Regions from separate parts of the Mus musculus genome. Here all the other regions are linked to region 1. A link is a contact called in public promoter capture Hi-C data. All regions are on one chromosome and are shown on one strand. Each heading gives the region's core, a stretch centred on a gene start, on an enhancer-like site or on the middle of the called end of the contact. The rest is flanking DNA. Distances are from core to core; before and after follow the strand shown.

Region 1 (4,364 bases), core at 1,320-3,819:
GAGGGCATCAGGTCTCATTAAGGGCAGTTGTGAGTCACCATGTCATTGCTGGGATTTGAACTCAGGACCTTTGGAAGGGCAGTCAGCACTCTTACCTGCTGAGCCATCTTGCCAGTCCAGTAAACTTGTTCCTTAATTGGCTTTTTTTTCCTGGGGTTTTCCCTACTTCCTTTCCACCCTTTACCCTTTACCTTTGGCCAAATGATAAGGTTTTGTTTGTTGGTTTTTCTTTCTTTCTTCCTCTCTTTATCTCTCTTTCTTTCTTTCTTTCTTTTTTTTTTTGAGACAGGTTCTCTATAGAGCCCTGTCCAAGACAAAGCTGGTCTTGAACTCAAGAAATCCACTTGCCTCTGCCTCCTTAGTGCTGGGATTAAAAGTGTGTACAGTGACACCTGGCACCAAATGGTGTCAAATGAGGATTTTATTTTGCATTCCCAATATTAGCTCCTCATTTGGGTGGTGGAAAGAAAGACATTTGGAGTCACTTGGCTCCATTTGACTGATAGTAAAACCACAACAAGTACTGCATACACAATAGGCAAAAACACCTGTGTACAGAAAAGAGAGGAAAATGAATTTCTTTTTTCTAGGCGGTGGTGGCACACACCTTTGATCTCAGCATTTGGGAGGCAGAGGCAATTGGATCTTTGAGTGAGTACAGCCAGGGCTCCCCATAGAAACCCTGTCTTAAGAAACAACAACAACAACAACAACAAAATTTATGCATATGTGTATCTGTAGGATAGTTATGTGCACCCGAGGGTGTAAGCACCCTAGCAAGCCAGAAGAGGGCATCAGATCTTTGGAGTTGAATCTTCAGGGAATTGTGAACCCATCTACAGGGAACTGAACTTGGCTCCTTTGTAAGAACAAGTTGTTTTTGTTTGATTTTTGAGAGTGAATCTCACTATGTAGCTCTCAGTGTCCTGAAACTTGCCATGTAGATCAGGCTGACTTCAAAAGATCTGCCTGCCTTTTACCTGCATGTGCCTCGGACTCCTTACAGATGTACCTATTTATTTTGTATGGGTTTTACCTGCCATGTATATATGTGCACCACTTGTGTGCAAGTGCCTGTGGAATCCAGAAGAGGGTGTTGTATCCCATGGAACTGTGAGATCCTATGTCGGTACTGGTGATTGAACACTGAATCTCTGGGAGAACAGTTGGAGAACTATTGAGACATCGTCCCAGTCCTAACAGCCAGTGCGATGGAAAGGGCGTTTGCCATCACGCCTGATGTCCTGAGTCCGATCTTCAGGACCCGCTTGGTTGAAGGAGAAAACTGACTCCTCCTGAAAATCCTCCTTTGACTTCTTCCTGCCTGCTGTGGTGTAAGTACACACACACACACACTCAGTTTGTATACACACATACAAACCGTTTAAAAAAAGGTTTATTGCCTTTTTAAAGACACCAGGATAGTTGTCTTGTGTTGTGTACAAAATTCTGTGTTTTCAAGATGTCTTTTTTTTTTTTTTTTTTTTTTTTTTTTAAGGAGCAACAGGCAACAATAAAGCAGCGTTGCTCTACAGTCCAAGGTGGCCTGAGGTTCACCTTTGTCATCCTTAAGTTCCCCAATGGTATCAGCTTGTATCACACACTGTGCTTGGCCACAGAGTACCTTCTTGTACTGATGTTTAACTTGTTCTTTCGTTCCTATAAATGGATAATTAGACTTAATAAAAAGATTAACCAATTTGGGCAGGAATTCTAGATTATACAGTACTTCTTATATAATAGTGAGATATTCACATGATCAATGTTGTCCTAATACAGTGAAGTTTTAAAGTTACTTTTCTTTCTTTCTTTTTTTTTTTCTTTTCTTTCTTTCTTTTGATTTCTAAAAAGCCCTGTCTGTCCTGGAACTCACTCTGTAGACCAGGGTGGACTCGAACTCAGAGATCTTCCTGACTCTGCCTTTCCAGTGTTGGAATCAAGTTGGGTACCACCACCGTCTGATTTAAGAACATTCTTTTACGTTTTAATTCTTTATTATAATTATTATTGCCTGATTCAGTATCTGGGCTGCAAAATAATGATGTTTTCATTTCTTCTGCACTCACTAAAGTGGATTATTTTTAGAGTAAGCAGTTTGCCTGACACTTTCAGTCTGGCCATTCGTTTTTTATTTTAGACAACTGTTATTTTCCTTTCCCTCCCTCCTATCTTGATCCCAAAGCATTGGCCACCTCTTCGTATTTAGGCCTGAGCTTTCCAGTTCTTCCGCTAGAGGCCACTGGTATCCTCCGCGCCTCTGCGCTGCCGCTCTATCTCAGACCTCGCCGCTGGTTACTGGCCGTCTCGCTGGTGCCGACGCTGTCCAAGGAGCCGCTCTAGGCTCCGGGAAGGCGGTCCGCATTGCGTGGGGAAAGTGTGGACGACGCAGTCGACTCGCCGGCCCCCGGGGCGGTTAGCGCTTCCGGGGTCGAAGGGTGCGCGGGGTTGAAAGCGGCCCGCTCCGCCCCGTCCCCCTCCCAGACCAGCAGAGGCAGCAGCCGGAGCAGCCGCAGCCTGCGCCCTCTCCCGCCCGCCCGCCCTCCGCCCGCCCGCCCGCCCTCCGCCGCCCTCCACCCGCCCCGGGGTCTCTCTCCCCCTTCCTCCTCCTCACCCCCCCCTCCTCCGCCCGCTAGCGGGGCCCCCCTCGCCTTCCCGCCCGCCCCTATTGTTCCGCCCCCGGCCTCCCGCCCTTCCCCTTCCCGCCCGCTCCCCTTTTCCCCTCAGTCGACTCGCGCCTCCAGGTAAGCTTAAAATCTTCTGCTCCGCCGCCGGCAATAGCTTCTTCTTCCACTCGTGACATCCTTCTTGGCGGACTCCGGCCCTATTCTGGAGCCTCGGCCTCTCGTAGACCCGCATGAGCGTCTACTACTTCACTCTGCCTGCCCGGGCATTCACGCGAGGCCCTGGCTCCGGCGCGGCCTAGTAGGCCTCGCGCAGAGCCTGCCCCCTCCCCCCTCCCTCCCGGTGGCGGCTGCGCAGGAGTCAGGGAGGGCGCGCGCGCGGCAGGGGGGGCGGCGGTGGATTTGTTGGTTGAGGGGGGTTGGGGAGGCGATGGCCGGCTTGCTGGCGGGGCGGGTGAGCGCGGCTCCCCGCGGGGGTCAGGCGCTGGCGCAGACACACGAGGAGGCGCTGCTTGTCCGGCCCCTCCCCCTGGGTCGCAGCGCCCCCCCCTGACCGAACCGTTTATTCACCCCCTTTCCCAGTCAAGGGAAAGGGGGGGGGCTTTTTTTTTTTAAGTGGAAAATGCTTGGATGACCCGGGCGGGGGAGGGGAGTGGGGAGCTGCAGAGTTAAAGGGTAGGCGGACTCCCTGTTACCGAGTTACTCTGACGTTCTCTCGGGTAACGAATTTTGAAATTACAAAATGCCTGCCGCTATAAACCAGACCGAGCTATTTATAGAGGGGTAATTGACTGCAGGATTAACAGCTGGATTCCCAGGATGGGGTACACTTAGATTGACCTACTCAGGAGAGGAATTGACAGGTTTCTCAGATTACTTACATGACTTGGAGTTAAAAAAAATACATCTTCGTGCTTTACTTAAGAAATGAATTTGTAGCTAGGTTTTCAGTTTCTTTGCCTTTTGAACTTGTATAACTGTATTTCTAAGGTGATTAATATAACAGTGGGGAAGTGGAACTAACAGTTTTATACTGTATGAGGGGGTGTTAATCTTGCAGACTCAGTGAACAAGCATTGTTTTTCCATAAATGAGATGTTGATTTGTGAGGTTTTTTTTTTTTTGACAGCAATTAACTGTTTTCTGGAAATAGGGAACTGATGTGCTTTAGGGATGCATTTATGTAATCACTTACATCCTGAAGTAACCAGAAGATAGTTTGCATTATATAGAGTGGTGTGACAGTCACTTTAAAGTGCTTTAAACATACTTAAAGTATGGACTTGGGATTCAGAGTTTGGAGGCCAGCCTGGTGTTAATAGTTACATTCAGTACTGGGCAACATAGTGAGGCCCTGTCTCAAAAAAACAAAACAAAAAACCCAACAGTATGTGTATTGTGTGTGTTTATGGCAAAGTGAAAACTGACTGGTTTTATGAAGGGACAAAATTAGTTGTAGGAGGAGAGAAATCATTGATACTGATTTGAAGGGATGAATACTTGCCATGCTATTGGAGAAATTTCAGGGCTTGAGACTCTTGGAACTGTCAGTGTTTGGTGTTAAAGTATTAAAAACAAAAATATCAAAAACCAAATTCTTTGTCTACATAAGTAGTTATTTCAAAGTTGTTTCAGAGGATGAGTAAAAAGGGGCCATCTTGGCAATCTTTCATCAATCAAAGCAAATATGAAGTAAAATTTTAGTACTTTTTCTATTGTATTTGGAAGAAAATTTGGGACTAA
Region 2 (4,320 bases), core at 58-2,557, 280 kb after region 1:
AGATAGTCAAGAACTGCCCTGTCCTGATTATCCATCCCCACCAAGGGTGGCTCATAACCCCGTCCATGTTGGTGTAGAGCACACTCAAGTGCAAGTAACTTGGTGATCCCCTAGATATATCAGACTGAAAATGGTAAATGACTAGGGTAAATGTATAAGGAGAGCTAGCGAGTTCATGTGAGAAAGCTGTCTGGAAGAGCAGAGTTAGGAGTGGGGTGTGGAAGAAGAAACCCAATAGTGCATGAAACAGAATGACAAGTACTTCTCTATGGCCATTCTGAGGAGGGTGGACAAATTGTGAGCGCAGCGAACAGCTTTTTTTCTTTTTGGCTGGGTACAAAGAACTGGAATAGATAGAATGGAGGCAGGTTCAAGAGGCAGGCTGGGTGATCCCATTTCTAAGAGGAACTGGGGCCTTCTGGAAGGCACACTGACATGTGTTAGATGGCACTTGTGCACAATTTTCTGGATAGGTGTGCAGTTGTGTGTGTGTGTGTGTGTGTGTGTGTGTAGGGGCATACATATCCAAGTAGCTTTGTGCCATGTGGCTTTATGCCCCAGGCTCCTGTCTTTCCATCTGTGTGCGACTGGCATTCAGCTATGTCTGAGCGTGTTTGTTCATTTGTGTATTTCCACGTGGTCGTGTGTGAGTAATATTTCCATTGCTTTCTGAGTATTTCATTTGGCTACATGCGGCGGAAGGCATCGTGAGAAGTGAATTCACAGGCGATGTGTGCCTGAGTGTGCGTGCTGGTGTCTGCAGGAGCAGCGGGGCTGGAATGGAGCCTTCTTTCTCTCTCTCTCCACTGGCTCCATCTGCCCTCTCTGAGGTCGTGACAAGGAGGCAGACAGCAAAACTGGCAAACAGTTACAGCTAGGAAGACCAGAAGTATTGCAAGCCCGGCTCAGACTATCACTGCTGGGGAGAAATAGCCAGAGGGAGACCGACATGACAATAGCGCGCACAGATGCTGCGTGGACGCGCTTCCCGGGGCAGGTGCGCTCATGCGCGTAGGCCTTCACTAGCATCAGGGCCTTGGGCGCACCGGTCCTACTCTGGCTCCTGGCTTTCCTTCCCCTGGCTATGACCAGATCTCCATCGCCTCCAAATGCCTGTCCCAGTTTGGGGCGCTGCGGCTGGGGAAGCAGACATCGACTTCGGAGCCAATCGCGGGACGTCTGCAGCCTCCTGGGGTGGTGGAAGAGATGCGTGCGGGGGCGTCCTCACCCTCGCTCCCTCCCCAGCTCGGCCGCCTCCTACCCACCCCCTTCCGGCCCGCGGCAGTTTCCGAAATCGCCCGGCGGCCGCGAATTCATTAGCGGGGGGCGGATGTAAACGCAGAGCGGTGGAACGTTTTAATTAGGCCTGAACAATAAACAAGCTAAACGAGGCGCACAGGGCTCCCTGGCGGGCCCTCAGCCTCCTCCGCGCCGCGCGGACTCATTACGGCTGCAGCCAATTTCATGCCAGCGCCGGGCGCGCGCGGCCCGGGCTGGGAGGGCGCGCGGGGGCGGCCGAGACACTCTGCCCTGGAGCTGAGCGCTGGGCGCTTGTCGGCTTCTCAGGGCCGCTGCTCACTCCACCCCGCCTGGCTCGGTGTCCTTGAGCTGAAGGTCTCCGCCCGCACCCGCCTGCTCTTTAGGGTCTGCCCTCCTCTGCGCGCGGGCCTCGTCCCACAGCTCAGAGGAGGGGTTCTGCTCTCGCCCTCCCCTTGCCTCGAACCCACACCCTGTCTGCCGCAGTCTCCCCATCTTCTCTACAGGATCTCTCTTCCCCGCGGGTCCCTTTTCATACATCGACGAGGACTGTTGGACGCAGTCATCCGCCCTTAGTGGGCCCTGTGGCCTGATGCCTCGGTCTCGCTCCGGGTATTCGCCATTTCTCTGCCCGCTGATGTAGCAGCCTGCCAGCCTCCCTCCCGCCCTCGTCTCCTGCCAGGGTTCCTCCCAAGGCACTTAGACCCGAAGGTTTAGGTGCGGCTTTGTCCTTAGCCATTAACAAGGCTGTTCTGGACTTAAGAACCGACCGAGTGGTTTAGCTTTCTTTCTCTTCCCCACCTTTTAGCTAAACTGCAAGCATATTTTGCAGGCGCGTAAGTCTTAGCCAAGATTCCTCAGGCTGGCTATTGATGACCTTAGGTCTTGCCTTGTCCCTCACGTGTGGCCTCTTACCTGGCCTTGATACCCTGTGAAGGGTGGGAAGTAATTTTAGTGCTTTGTGAGACAGTTGTGAGAAATAGCGCGGGGGATGATGAAGGTAGCGACCTTGGCACCTAGTATTCACTCAATCAATATTAGCCCTCTTTAGTCTCCGTGTTCCTCCTCAGTCTGCTCCTGTCTCTGTAACCTAAAATTCTGAGCAAAGGACTGGTAAACTCAGATGTAATAGGCCTCAAGGGAATTTCACATGAGCAACTGAACACCTGCACCAAAGCTCCGATTGGACGGACTCACAGAACAAAGGACACAACGCAGATCAGTACACAGGACTGAGCAAATTAAAACCCAGAGGCCAACGAGAGGTACTGTGGCACATACTTTTAATCCCAGGACTCCGGAGGCAGAGGCACGCAACACTCTATGGTTTCTAGGGCAGGGAGTTACACACAGGCTAGCCAAAGCTACATAGTAAGACCCTGTCTCAAAACAAAACAAAACAAAACAAAAAACCAAACCAAACAACAATAATAAAACAAAACAAAACAAAACAAAAACCCCAGATACCACAGGACAGGACCCAATCTAGTATGCCTAGCCTGAAGTAGTGGGGCTACGCACTCTTGGAGGCTGCAGTGGGTTGCTAAGATTTTTACTCCCCGATAGGGACCTATTTCCTAGAATCTCAGAACCTCAAGCCTTCCATGCAGCTTTGAACTGGAGATATTTCTCTTTGACTAGCTGTCTCCCTGCCATTTAAACATTGCAGGGCTAAGATGGGCCCTAAATTCTCTTTCCGAATGTGGTCCTTTACCCTGGTGCCTTTTCATTCCTAAGAGGCAGGATCTGAGCGCACAGGTACCTCTCTCTGTGTACCACCCACTGTGGTTCCTGAGGGGAGATGCAGAGAGGCAGAGATCTGGGGTTTCCACAGCAAAGGTTTATAAGTTTGTCTGGAGCAGTTGGATCAAGCATTGTAACTTGGTGTTGGGGATACTTGAGAATGGCCAGGCAGGAAAGATGTTGGAAGCCATGTAAGAAGTGTAAGGGGGCTTCCTCTTGGAAAGGATCATGGTGCTCATGTAGTGGGCAGGGAGCAGAGCAGTTTAACTCTCAGTAAAGTGTATCTTGTTGGGTAAACAAAGGCCAGTGGGAAACTCAAAGCAGAAGTGAGGAAGAAATGGAGAGTGGCATGTATGTATGTGTGTGTATGTATGTATGTATGTATGTATGTATGTATGTATGTTATAAAGCAGTGGGGCTGTGTGGGCATGGTTGAGAGGTCATGTTTTTCATGCCAAGGTAGAATGTGTTCGGTGGCGTGTCGTGGAAGGGCTCTGGGATAGGGTGGCAGTGGTGGCAGGCCTAGGAGACAACGACATAAGATGTTCCAATGTTGAAACTCCAAAGTGACCCTGGGCTGAATGGGCAAGATGCTAGGTAGCCAGGCTGACTTCCCTGGCCCTGATATGTCCTCAGTGCAAGGATGAATGAGTCTGGATTTCATGGGTTAGTGAACCATGGCTGGGTAGAGACAGCTGTTCAGGCTGTGAAATGTGAGAAAGAGGCCTCTGGGGTCAGGAGACAGAAACAAGGAGAGGCAGACAGAGATGGGAATGGGGAAGGGTTATAGAAAGAACCAAGGTTTTGAGACATGTTTGACTATCTACTCTTTCTGTGGGTTGAATTATACATTTTATTTCATTTTAGTTTTTCTGAAACAGGATCTCATGTAGCCCATATTGGTGTCACATTCAGTATGTAGTTGAGGATAACCTTGACCCTTTGGCCCTCCCATCTCTATCTGCACCTCCTGAGTGTTGTGTTTTATAAAAAAGATGAGAGAGAGAGAGAGAGAGAGAGAGAGAGAGAATATGTTTGGTGGCGGTGCGATAAGGTGTTGGGAAGGGGTGCCTCAGCAGGCACATGCTGAGGCATCCCTTCCCCCTGAGGTATAGTATAGAAAAGAGTTTATTCAGGGCATGGGAAGGGGAGTTGAGAGAAATGCAGGGGGGGGGGGAGAGGGAGAGGTGGGAGGGGAGGGGAGGAGAGGGGAGGGGCCAGCCATGAGCACTTGGTGAGAGATGGGGGAGGGGGAGGGAAATGGGGAAAGAGGGGGGAAGAGGGTAAGGGAGGAAGAGCAGGAGAGCAAGAGAGAGAGGA
Region 3 (4,775 bases), core at 1,351-3,850, 330 kb before region 1:
CAGCCTGCTCAACCCTGAATGTACAAAGTGCACCAGACTTGACGCCGGATGTCCAAATACATCAAGAGCTCCAGCCTCAGCCACTCAGGCAATACGTATTTATTGGGATTTTTTTTTTTTTTTTTTTTTTTTGGGTTTTTTCGAGACAGGGTTTCTCTCTATAGCCCTGGCTGGCCTGGAACTCACTTTGTAGACCAGGCTGGCCTCGAACTCAGAAATTTGCCTGCCTCTGCCTCCCAAGTGCTGGGATTAAAGGCCTGCGCCACCACCGCTCGACCTTTATTAGGATTTTTATTGTTTATCGTGTGCTCTGTTATCAGAGTTAGGAACAAAGTTATGAGCAAGGTAGAGGAATCTGGATGCTTGTTCTCACAGAGTTTCCACTCAAGTGGGCATAGGGGAGCATGGCAGATAATAAATACAAATGGTCATATTTTTTAAAAAATTTTTTGTCTTATTTATTTATTATATGTAAGTACATTGTCACTCTTCCATTACGGATGGTTGTGAGGCACCATGTTGTTGCTGGGATTTGAACTCAGGACCTCTGGAAGAGCAGTCAGTGCTCTTAACCACTGAGCCATTTCTCCAGCCCACAAATGGTCATTTTAACCAGTGGAAGAAAAAAAAAAAAAAAAAACCCACAGAGATGTAACAAAATAGCGGACAGGGACAGACTCTGAGGTACTGCCTGAAAAACTGAAAGAGAGGCAGGCAGTGTAACAGTGTAACAAAAACCATTCCATACAGAAGAAACAGTTGCTCAGGCCCATGGTTAGAAAAAAGGTGTCATGGCAGAGAAAAACAGCCCACCAGAGCCATTGTATGTAGGGAAAGTGAATGACAATAAGGTAAGGGGGGAGAGGAGGTGTTGGAGAGATGGCTCAGCAGTTAAGAGCACAGACAGAGGTCCTGAGTTCAAATCCCAGCAACCACATGGTGGCTCACATCCATCTGTAATGAGATCTGATGCCCTCTTCTGGTGTGTCTGAAGACAGCTACAGTGTACTTACAAAAAATAAATAAATCTTAAAAAAAAATAAGAAGCCAGGCGGTGGTGGGTGGTGGCGCAGGTCTTTAATCCCAGCATTCAGGAGGCAGAGGCAGGCGGATTTCTGAGTTCAAGGCCAGCCTGGTTACAAAGTGAGTTCCAGGACAGCCAAGGCTATACAGAGAAACCCTGTCTCCAAAAACAAAAACAAAACAACAACAACAAAAAAAAAACCAGAGTAGAATAAGGTGGCAAGATATGGAAGCACAGGCCTTTAATGCCAACACTCCAGAGGTAGTGGCAGGTGGTTATCTATGACTAAGAGGCAGCCAGCCTGGTCTCAAAGCAAATTTCAGAAGACAGCAAGGTTTAGACAGAGAAACCCTGTCTAAAAAAACAAAAAGAACAGGGTAAAGCAAGAGTCTATCCACAGTCAGGACTTTTAAATTTTATTTCAAGGGTAATGAAAAACTTCTAGGGAATTGTAAACAAGAAACGGTATGAATTTTTTGTTTGTTTGTTTTTCTGAGACAGGGTTTCTCTGTGTACCTCTGGCTGTCCTGCAACTTACTAGCCTTGAACTCTGGCCTGCCTCTGCCTCCTGGGTGCTAGGATTAAAGTGTGTACCCCCACCCTGCCTGAAGCCCATGCTGTTCAATTCACTGAGCCTTCTCTTCTGCCAGAACCCCAGCCCTTTTTAGTCCGCAGAGGTAAACGGATTTCTGAATTCTTCAACAGCCTGCTCTACATAGTGTGTGCCAGGGTAGACAGGGCTACACAGTGAGGCCCTGTCTCAAACAAAAGAAAAAACAACTTAGCAGATCTTAACTCCAAGTTGTAACAGAATTCAGAGGGCCGCAGCCCCTAAAGCAGCAGCAGTACCGGAGAAAAACATGGGACTCTCTCGGTATTTAGACAACCAGCAAGGCCAGTAAATGAATGAATGAATAAAATCTTCCAGAGATCCAAAAGCGGGAAAACCATGAAGAAATATTTTCTTCCTGCCTCCCAAACACCTGGCACTGTGCCCTACACACAGTAGGTGCTTAGCAATCCTGGGCTAAGCTGAGTTCGATCCCAATGTGCACATTGGGGCTCTTCTGCAGGAGCTACAGACCAGCACATGCCCCACAAGAGCAGACACCTGCGGCGCAGCACTGGGATCCCCCAGGGCCCTGGGCCAGGACTCGAACCCAGGTAGATGCCGGAGCCCCAGATCTGAAGGCATCGGATCTTCGAGAACCTGACAGCCTCAGCACCAAGCAGCTGCCGCCGCACTGGGTCCGGGCACGGCCTCAGGACCGCGGGGTCTCTCAGGTGACACCCGGGACCACCCGGCCTTAACCTGTCAATGAGGCTACGCCCCGTCGTCACAGGCCCTGGCTGCAATGGGGAGGGTGCGCGGCGAGAGGAACGCCCGTGACCGGAGCCCCTGGCCCCGCCCTGAGGCCGCAGCCGTCGCCCAGGACCCCCGCCTCGAGATCTGCAGAGACCGAGGCCTCCGGGACCCCGCCCCCGATCCCCGCCTACCGGGGCCGCCGCGTCCTCCTCATCCATAGGCCTCTCAGCTCCGCGTTGTAGCTCTTCGGCCGCCGCCACCACACACATCCGGGTCCCCGCCCTTCCTCTGCTCCGTCAGGCCCGCCCCCACCGCTAAATCTGACCAATCCGCAGCGCTTCTTGAAGATGGGCGCCCTCAGCAGCCAATCGCAGGGCACAGGCGGTGCGGAGCGCGGCCCGGTGAGCTGGGTACCTAACACTCGGCGGCGTCTGAGGAACCCTGGTGTCGGGAGGGTGGGGGAGGCGACGTGGCTGCCCGGACGCCACCTCGGACGCCTGGAGCTCAGGGAGGCGGTCAAGGGGCGGCTCCCTTGGGGCGGAGTAGGTCCCTGTGCCCGTGCGCGAGCTTCGTGTTCCCAGAGCCAGAAGTGATGCTAAAAACCTCTCTGGAATGTCCTTTTGAGCCACTTAACGGCATGGGGGGGGGGATTTTTTTTTAATGTTATCTCCTATTTTACGCGTGAGAAGCCAGAGGCTGATCTCCACAGCGGCAGCACTCGGCTGGCACCACATGCTTTCTTCTCTCCGGAGCACCCCTTTGCACCACGTTCGTTCATTCCAGGACAGGCGTTCCAGAACAGGAGAGAACATATGCAAAAGGCACAGTGGGATGAAACCCGGGTGCTCTTTGGGCTTGGGCTTGGTAGGAAAAGTTAGCTCGGGTCAGAATGTACCGGAAAGGATACTAATCTTTATCATGCACCTCCTATAAAGGGTATGATTGTCCTTGGAAGGAATTGGGATTCTTGGACGACTTCAACGTTTTGCTCTTAAGACTGAATATTCTTTCCAGAAAGACTCATCCTGTGTCAGAAACATAAACGAACATATTTGTGTCTTTCCACATCTAAATTTATTGAGTATCAAATACATCAGCAAGCGATGTCAGCTTCATTGGCGGCAATTTGCCAATTAGACCTGATTTACATTGATAATGGGCCCTTACCAAACACATGAACTTTTACTTTAATATTAATTACTAACTCTTGGGTCACAGATTACATATCCTGTGTGTACTTATGTAGGTTAACAACATGGCTAGAAAAGGGTTAAAGAAGCCACAGCATAATTCAAGAGTTCAGAGGCCTTACTAGAGACAAGAGCTGATAGAGTGCAAAGTCACTGCAGCCAGAGAACAAACCTAGCTGGGGAGCTGCTGAAGGTTCCAGCCTGGGATGCAGCCATAGCTGCAGGTCACAGGGCTGAACACCTTCAGAGGCAAAATGTGAGACTGGGTATGGATGAATACGTGGGCAACCCGTAATGCGAGTAGGTTCCATCAGCTGTGGACCCCAGTTGGGCTGAAGCCCCAGAAACAGTCAGCATTTCTCTGTTGTCCTTTGAGGCACACACAAGGTAGTTGGTAGGGACCACTGTCCCCAGAGTGTTAGACACCTTCCTCATGGGGTCCAACTGAGGGTGTTTCTTGGTCTGATTATGTTTAATACATTCTTTTTGTTGTTGTTGTTTTCAAGACAGGGTTTCTCTGTGTAGCACTGGCTGTCCTGGAACTCACTCTGTAGACCAGGCTGGTCTTGAACTCAGAAATCCCACCTGCCTCTGCCTCCCAACTGCTGGGATTAAAGGCGTGCACCATCACTTCCCGCCGTTTTTCTTGAACCTGATGACACTTAAGTGATTTTAACACGCCCACTGACTGTATAGTCTCAATCGTTTGTATTTGGATCCATTTATAGAGTGGTACCTTTCACTTTTAAAAAACAAGATTTATTTATTTATTATGTATACAGAAGAGGGCACCAGATCTCATTACAGATGGTTGTGAGCTACTATGTGGTTGCTGGGAATTGAACTCAAGACCTCTGGAAGAGCAGTTAGTGCTCTTAACCTCTGAGCCATCTCTCCAGCCCTACCTTTCACTTTTTAAATTAACTATTTACTTTAGTGCTTCGCCTGCATATATATGTGTGTGTGTGTGTGTATGTGTCTGTTTTGTATATAGGTAAATAGATAGATAGATCATATATTGATATATATAATCTATGCACCATCTGTGTGAGTTACAGACAGTGAGCTGCCCTATGGATTCATGGGACTTGAATCTGGGTCCTCTAGGAAGAACAGTCAATGTCTTTACCCGCTGAGCCATCTCTCCAGGCCACCTTTTCACTCTTAGTTATCAGTCTAGGATTCATACGTAGTGCTAGTGGTATGTATATGCAGAGTCCCACTCCAAGTAGAGCCAGATACTACTTGTACGAGT

The links. Promoter capture Hi-C pulls out the DNA fragments that hold promoters and counts their contacts. Capture Hi-C pulls out chosen DNA fragments and counts their contacts.
Region 2: a contact with region 1 is called in a promoter capture Hi-C map of embryonic stem cells, with 2.7 times the contacts expected there. The contact joins the promoter of Cistr here to the promoter of Pcbp2 in region 1. A contact is called at or near these places in 2 of 39 promoter capture datasets (embryonic stem cells and pre-B cells), 1 of 484 Hi-C or Micro-C datasets (embryonic stem cells) and 1 of 115 datasets of contacts at active chromatin or transcription factors (embryonic stem cells).
Region 3: a promoter capture Hi-C map of adipose tissue shows a contact between it and region 1. The contact joins the promoter of Spryd3 here to the promoter of Pcbp2 in region 1. A contact is called at or near these places in 3 of 39 promoter capture datasets (cranial neural crest, frontonasal cranial neural crest and second pharyngeal arch cranial neural crest), 2 of 115 datasets of contacts at active chromatin or transcription factors (microglia and pancreatic cancer cells) and 3 of 9 other capture datasets (adipose tissue, liver and pancreatic islet).

The regions. Positions count from the first base shown.
Region 1 is chr15:102,468,063-102,472,426 of GRCm38.p6, forward strand. Pcbp2 (poly(rC) binding protein 2) reads left to right here and starts at 2,570. Exons shown (of 15, transcript NM_001103165.1): 1 at 2,570-2,741. It overlaps Gm36331 (a long non-coding RNA gene), which reads right to left and starts at 2,434. Exons shown (of 2, transcript XR_384469.3): 1 at 2,193-2,434; 2 at 1,379-1,659.
Region 2 is chr15:102,745,602-102,749,921 of GRCm38.p6, forward strand. Cistr (chondrogenesis associated transcript) reads right to left here and starts at 1,308. Exons shown (of 1, transcript NR_104334.1): 1 at 840-1,308. It also overlaps a transcript of Gm36560 not described here.
Region 3 is chr15:102,133,615-102,138,389 of GRCm38.p6, forward strand. Spryd3 (SPRY domain containing 3) reads right to left here and starts at 2,601. Exons shown (of 11, transcript NM_001033277.3): 1 at 2,522-2,601. The coding sequence starts at 2,544.